Regions from separate parts of the Lactuca sativa genome. Here region 1 is linked to region 2. The links are chromatin contacts, called in public Hi-C maps. All regions are on one chromosome and are shown on one strand. The core of a region is the stretch at or near the end of the contact, and the rest is flanking DNA. Distances in the headings are between cores, read along the strand shown.

What was found. Hi-C and Micro-C count contacts between places; a contact is called where the count stands out from the background.
Region 1: a Hi-C map of leaf shows a contact between it and region 2, with 6 times the contacts expected there. The contact joins the promoter of LOC111913953 here to the promoter of LOC111913970 in region 2. A contact is called at or near these places in 2 of 4 Hi-C or Micro-C datasets (leaf and seed).

The regions. Positions count from the first base shown.
Region 1 is chr7:82,760,573-82,764,251 of Lsat_Salinas_v11, reverse strand. It overlaps LOC111913953, which reads right to left and starts at 1,334. Exons shown (of 3, transcript XM_023909667.1): 1 at 1,221-1,334; 2 at 1,094-1,119; 3 at 824-941. The coding sequence starts at 1,334. The coding sequence ends at 824.
Region 2 is chr7:82,556,685-82,560,423 of Lsat_Salinas_v11, reverse strand. It overlaps LOC111913970, which reads left to right and starts at 1,624. Exons shown (of 5, transcript XM_023909693.3): 1 at 1,624-2,374; 2 at 2,558-2,658; 3 at 2,740-2,916; 4 at 3,304-3,739. The coding sequence starts at 2,166.

The DNA.
Region 1 (3,679 bases), core at 85-2,584, 200 kb before region 2:
AATTTACATGTGATTCGCTTGTGATTTACATGTGAATCAAATGTAATTCATATGTGAATCACTTGTGAATTTCATGTGATTTTTATGTAAATTACCTATGAATTATATGTAACTCATATGTGAGTCACTTGTGATTTACATGTGAATTACATGTGAATCACATGTAATTCATATGTGAATCACTTGTGAATTACATGTGATTCACTTGTGATTTATATGTGAATCGCATGTAATTCATATGTGATTCACTTGTGATATATTGCTAAAATGAAACAAATTAAAATAAACTATATGGTTAGAAAAACTAAATAGTTAAGATAATTTACATGTGATTCACATGTAAATCACAAATGATTCACATGTGTCACAAGTGATTCACATGTGAATCACAAGTGATTCACATGTAAATCACAAGTGTTTCACATGTAATCACAAGTGATTCATGAAGCTCAATATATTAGGAGTTAAAATAAACTATTTGGTTAGAAAGAATAAATAATTAAGATGATTTACATGTGAATTACATGTGATTCACATGTAAATTACAAATGATTCACATGTGTCACAAGTGATTCACATGTAAATCACAAGTGATTCACATGTAAATCACAATATCTGATAAATGGACCTTTTTTTCCTCATCTTTTGAACCATGAAGCTGAATTCTGAATTTTAGTAGCATTTGTAGATTCATGTTTGTTAGCAAAAAGGTAAAACAGATAAACAAAATCATACCTTTATTTCATTAGTACCAAAAGTATAATAGAAACACTTTGATTCAATATTTGAGGCAAAAAAATGCAGGTTTCCCTTGGTTTGAATTTTAGTCCTCACGCCAACATTTCCCACATTTCTCACAGGTGAAGTTTATTGTCAGGGGTTCATTAGCTGGCTTTGTTTGAAACTTGATGTATGCAACCTTGTTGTGACCACAATCCGGGCTACAAGAGACAAAGAACATCATAAATTAAAGTTGCAAAAAGAAAAAGTGCACCAATTTATTCAAATTGTGAAGCATATAAATACCTTGATCTATTTTTGGTGCATTCTTCATGTCATCTTGGGTGATGATGGGGTCAATCTCCTTTTTAACCAAACATTGCTTTCTTTTGATCCGACCTATAAAAGGGAAGAAAAAGATGCATTTAACAATAAGGAAAAGGAAAAAAATGTGTTGCAATATTGCATGATTGAGTATGATAAATTGATAAATTTATTACCTTCTGCTCTATTTGGCCAACATATGGACATGTGGGGCAGAAAAATCTAGCAGGAAGATGCAAATTTGGCAACTCATACTTCAACAACATCCCATAAGTCGGGCAGAATTCCATATCTACCACCCTTTGTAGCTAATACTCTGAAAAATACACAGGATACAGTTCTCAAATGTGTGTGTGTTCTACTGGAATGATTTCATTCTAGATATAAATGAACTAGCCAAGATTTTGATTGAGTGGCAATTCATCAAACATGTTATGTGCACATTCCGTACTCATAACAAAATAGTGAAACGTATGTATAGACTAGAACGGCGAGTTATCGGTTCGTAACAGGTGAATTGTTTGATCAAAAACAGACATCCAGTAATAAGGCGGAATACAAAAATGGGGAAATTGTAGTATGTATGATATTATGTATACATGTGTAAGTAAATATTGATAAATGTGTACAAATACCTGTATCGTAGTGTATTGCAAATTGAATTAAAGAGAAGTGGCGGCCGTGGCGATGGTATGGTGGTGGAGGCAACGTCGACGACAATCTGATGTCAATTAATAAAGGCAACCGTCCGTTCCTCAAATTAACATCTGCAAGATTCAAATCGAGAATCTGCTTTGTGTATGCTTTCAATTCATTTTTCACGTAATCGGGTTAGACATCGTCTCAATCGTCGCAATCGATGGCTTTGTTCCGATTTCAACTTCGCAGGGGGTCAATTGAGGAGGCGGATCCGGTAATCGATGAATCAACTACGAAGTTAAATGACAGAGTCTGACGGCGAGGAGTGAAGAATGAAGATGTGTGTATGTGTGTGTGAGAGAAATAAGGATGATCAGACGATTGAAGAATTAGGGAGAAAGATGACATCGATTGATTTAGTGGAGATGATGATATGAATTTAGTACCATAAATGCCTTTCGATTAATTTCAGCACCATACCACCGTGTTTAATTTTTCCATTTATTTACAAAAATGTCATAAATCATCTTGACCTTCTATTATTTTGATCTAACTGTGCTTATTTGGTTCTCGGGTTCTCGGGAAACTATAGATTCTCAAATGATCATTCATATATATATATATATATATATATATATATATATATATATATATATATATATATATATATATATATATATATATATATATATATATATATATATATATATGTGTATATATATATATATTTGAACTTCTTGGTTGCACCGTTTATGTCATTATATTGTATTTTACTACCTTTTTTTGTTACATTTCTTTAAATTTTCGTTGAAATTTAATAAAAATCAAAACATGCTTTTAAATTTTCGGATTTTAGATATGTTCTTGAAATTTCAAAATATTTGTTTTTTTTTGTCCGAAATCCAACATATATTGTATTACAAAATATATTTTTGATGTAACTTTGAAACAAAGCCCCACTTATCCGATTATTTTTACAAATTGTGTAAAAATTAGTTTCAAATCTATTTCAAACATTATGATCCATTTCTGTAAATTGTATAAAAATTAGTTATAAAGAGATAAACTCAAAAAATTTATTGTCATTTTATGATTATGATTATATTTTATTTGACTTCAAAATAAAGATTACATTGAATTTGATACCAGTATTTCTATGTTTTGTTAAAATAAAATAAAATAAAATAAATAAAAAAGGAAAAAAAAAGCAAACAAACTTTTAAGTTACTAATAAATGTATATGTCGCTAGATTATGTCATTTATATACTCAGCTCACGTAAAACAAATAAAACTAATTAAGCAACATAAAAATAATAATAATAAATAAGTGGCGTCTCATAAACCTGTTTAAATAATTACAAATTACTTTTTCTTTTATTTGTAATGTAATAGTTTAATGTGTGGCCTTCAATTAATGGTCGGTGGAATTTTCTGAATATTCAAAGATTCTAAACCAAATGCCACGAATTTATGAAAAAAAAAAAGTCTTGTGAAAGTGGATGGATGGCTTAAACTGTGAATTAGTGTATGTTGCTGTACAAGAATCAAGGATTCCGGCAGGTTTTATGCTCTTCCAAGTTACAGTCGATAAGTTCTTGTTAAATGTTTTTAATTGACCAACTTAAGCAAAAAAAATCATAAAAGGATATGACAAGTACTACAGATATGTTAATGAAAAAATCTCGCTTATTCGTTGAATTTTTCGAATTGTTGAATTGATACTTAGGAAAAGGATTAAAGAAAAAGTTCTATTATCATGGATTTTCTTAATAAACCATATATCAATTAAAAAACTTAAATTTCAAATAAATGATTTAGTATACTTTTTTTTTGAAAGAGCAATGATTTAATATACTTGACCTGTAATCGTACTCGCAAAGTATTTACAATTTATGATGAAATGGAATTAGTTGAAGACAAAAGTGACCAAATTAAGGTTACACCTAATATCATTTGTCTCTTTTGTCTAAATAAATTATTGTGTTTGGGGGATAA
Region 2 (3,739 bases), core at 375-2,874:
TGACAAAAGATGTAATGTAGAAGCAAAGGATCATCATCTATATTAGGAATGTCTAACCATCTTCCAAAACATATATTCTGGAACATAGTCTCGCATTCGAGTCTGTCTCTGAATGCCGCGAGAATTTGCCCGCCGATTTTGGGTTTACACGAGAGTGTAATAGATGTATAAAAACCATGTTGTGTTGCACAAATAAAAAAGGTGTTATCACTTCATTCCAAAACGGAAATGACCAATATTCCAGACCAGTTCCAGAGCAGTTCTGGACCTCTTCCTCATGTTCCGGATGAGTTCATTGTGATCTGAAACAGTTCCTCACGTTCCGAAGGCTTCCAGAATGAACTTTTAAGATCCAGAACACTACATTCCGATGTAAATCAACAATATCTAAACATCTAAACTACTTTTCAATTGGTCCTACAACAATGACATCTTTAATTTAAACCGAAACGTTTTCCATTCATTCCGGAGGTGTTCTACGAATTCTGGAACAGTAACAGTAGAAGAAATAGGCACCTTAAACGAATAAGAAAACTATGTAAAGAGAAAACGAAGAACGTACCCCTAAAATAATGGGGTCGTAATGCTCTTCTTTCATGTCGTAGTTGTGTGACGGAGATCGGACTTGCATGTCGAATATCAGAATGACGATCGAAATCGAAAATCAAAAGATCCGGATTTTTTTAATTTATTCATATAAATCTACAGAAATAACATAATTTTAAAAGATGTGTATTTAAGACTATTGATCATAATAACAGTTAAAATAACTAAAATCAATTTTTTTCATTCATAAAAAACTATCGATGATATGGTTATAATATGTATCCACACATAACAATACTTTTAAAATAATTATAATATATTTTATAGCAACTTGATATAAGATTTATTATTCCAAAATTAATAATAATTATATAATTAATTTTAGTAACATATATTTATCAATATAATAATTAATAATTAAATTATTTTATTTTATAGGACATGCAAATATAATAAAAAGTCAAATAAGTTTATTATTATAGAAATCAGTGTTTTCCAATTTAGAAAAACTGAGTTTTTCTCATTTCGATTCTTCTTTATTTGAAATGAAATTATGTTTGCATATTTGAGTTCTTCTCTATGATGCTGAGGTATTACATTTAAAACGAAAAATAGATAAATGGGAAAGTAGTCGTCAAAATTGATGGGTTGAATGGCTGTATAGTCGAAAATTAATTTTTAATTATCGGTTACGATTCGTAATTATGAATGATATTAGATACAATATTGGTTATGATCTTGTATTTAAATATCCAAACCTTGTTGATTTTGTTGTTCTTGAAAGAACCTTTTGTTATATCCCGAAGAAAGAAATTTCTGATATGAATCAAATTTATTTAAAAAAACAATGTCAAACTCACACGTCAACTTTTCGTTTTAATTTTTCGTTTAACTTTCGTTTGATTATCATTTCATATATTTATAACTTATATTAATGAAAGTAATTATAATATTCCTTTAAATATACATTATTAACCAATAAAGCATTAATTTATATAAAAAAAGTTATCAATTTTGTTTTGTTTGATCTTGTGGTAGACGAAACCATAATTCTACATGCTTTGACAAAGACTGCCCACTACCTTTTTGTTTTTCTTGGAAAAAGCAAACAAATTTCACAAAATTATGCGAATCATTCTTCTTCAAGTCTCATTCAGCTCACGCTTTCTTCCACATCAATCCCCCTCTTTTGTTGCAGTAACCCAATCAAAACAACCCATAATTGTGTTGTTGGATAGCTCCTTGAAGATCTGTGTGTAACTTTCATAAGTTTGGGTGTGGTTTTCGTCTCTCGAATTTTGTATTTGATAAGATCTATCTTACTCTGTAAACAAATTTCCCCAAACCCTAACGATTCTGACAGGGAAGTAACTATTCCTGTGTAAATCCGCAGTTTTGCACAAATTTCTCTCTCCTCATTCACAGATTCCCTGATTTGGTTCTTGGTTACATAAATATTCTGTATTTCTTTAAACATATTTACACGTACAAGACGAATTAGCAGCTCAATACTTTGTTTTTGCTCATCCAAAGATCAATTTCTATAAAATTTAGCGAATTGGGGTTGTGGATTTTGATTGGGTTTTTAGCATTTTCTGAATTTTCGGTCAATCCAAATTATGTCACCGGCGGCCCTTGCCGAGCCGACAACCAATACATTACCGGAATCTTCAGAAACCCCCGAGTCGTCACCGGAGAGAGGTGATTTGGATAATAATCGCCGCTTTTGGGACTTGAGAGGGGTTCAGTGGCGTACTGATTTGGGGGTTTTGCCCTCTTCATCCTCCATCGATGAAGTTCGTCGTGTTACTGCAAATTCCCGTAGAAGGTATATATTAGTATGTTCATATGTTTGTCAATCTCTGCATCTAATCAAGTAATCATGATTCATAACTTCATATCAACATCTGGTCAAACATGGCTGCTTCGATCCAATCTACTTACAATCTCTAAAAACTTCCCCTTTTCGTTCGTAATCAAGAGTTAACATTTTAATTCATTTATTTTCCAGCTACGCTACTTTAAGAAGGAGGCACCTAATCGATCCTCTTCCTAAAGATGGAAGCAATATTCCCGATCTTGTTATGGACAATCCATTATCGCAAGACCCAGGTAATTTTCTTGCTTAAAGTCAATCATATTCATCATCCCGCTTACATCTTTACAAATGAAGAACATATTACGTTTACGCAGATAGCATGTGGGGTCGCTTTTTTCAAAAAGCCGAGATAGAGAAAATGGTGGATCAAGATTTGTCACGATTGTATCCTGAACATGGTAGCTACTTTCAGACTCCTGGATGCCAAGGGGTATTGAGACGAATTTTGTTGCTTTGGTGTATTAGACATCCCAACCATGGCTATAGACAAGGTAACGTATTATTATTTCAAAATAATTTCTTTACTTTTCTTCAACTTTTTATTAAAATATCACTCATGAAATTGGTTTGATGGAGACTTAGTTGAGAAAAGTGGTTTAGATCTTGTATGGATAAAGTGCATTCTTGATAAATAATGCTTTAAAATGGTTAATAAATGCAAGAAATAGAAACAAACATCTATTGGTTTATTATAGCAATGCCATTCAAATAGAAAACAATTTTCATAGTACAATGTTCTAAAAAGAAGATTGAAAGTATAATGCTATAATTGAGTAGATTTTTCAAATTACAATACTATAATAAGAGGAAATCATATAATGCATTCATTTCACATACACTAACTCGTTTAATTTCTCAAATTATATAATTATTTTTAGGAATGCACGAACTCTTGGCTCCACTATTATACGTCCTAGAAGCGGATGTAGAACGTCTATCCGCAGTGCGAAAACTATACAAACATTACTTCACCGATAATTTCGATGGCTTATCTTTCCACAACACCGATTCAACATACACTCAAACATCTCAACACACAGACAACAATAACGAAATCCAAGAAAATCAAGAACCCATCAATACCCTCGACCCCAAAATCCAAACAATCATCTCCTTTTGCGACCCGTATGGGGCCGAGGGCGAATTGGGAATTGTCTTATCCCAAAAATTCATGGAACACGACGCCTATTGTATGTTCGATGCGTTAATGTCCGGTAACGGTGGTGCGGTTGCAATGTCCAACTTTTTCGCACCGCCGCCTTTGTCCACCCAATTGCCGCCAGTAATCGAAGCCTCCTCCGCCTTGTACCACCT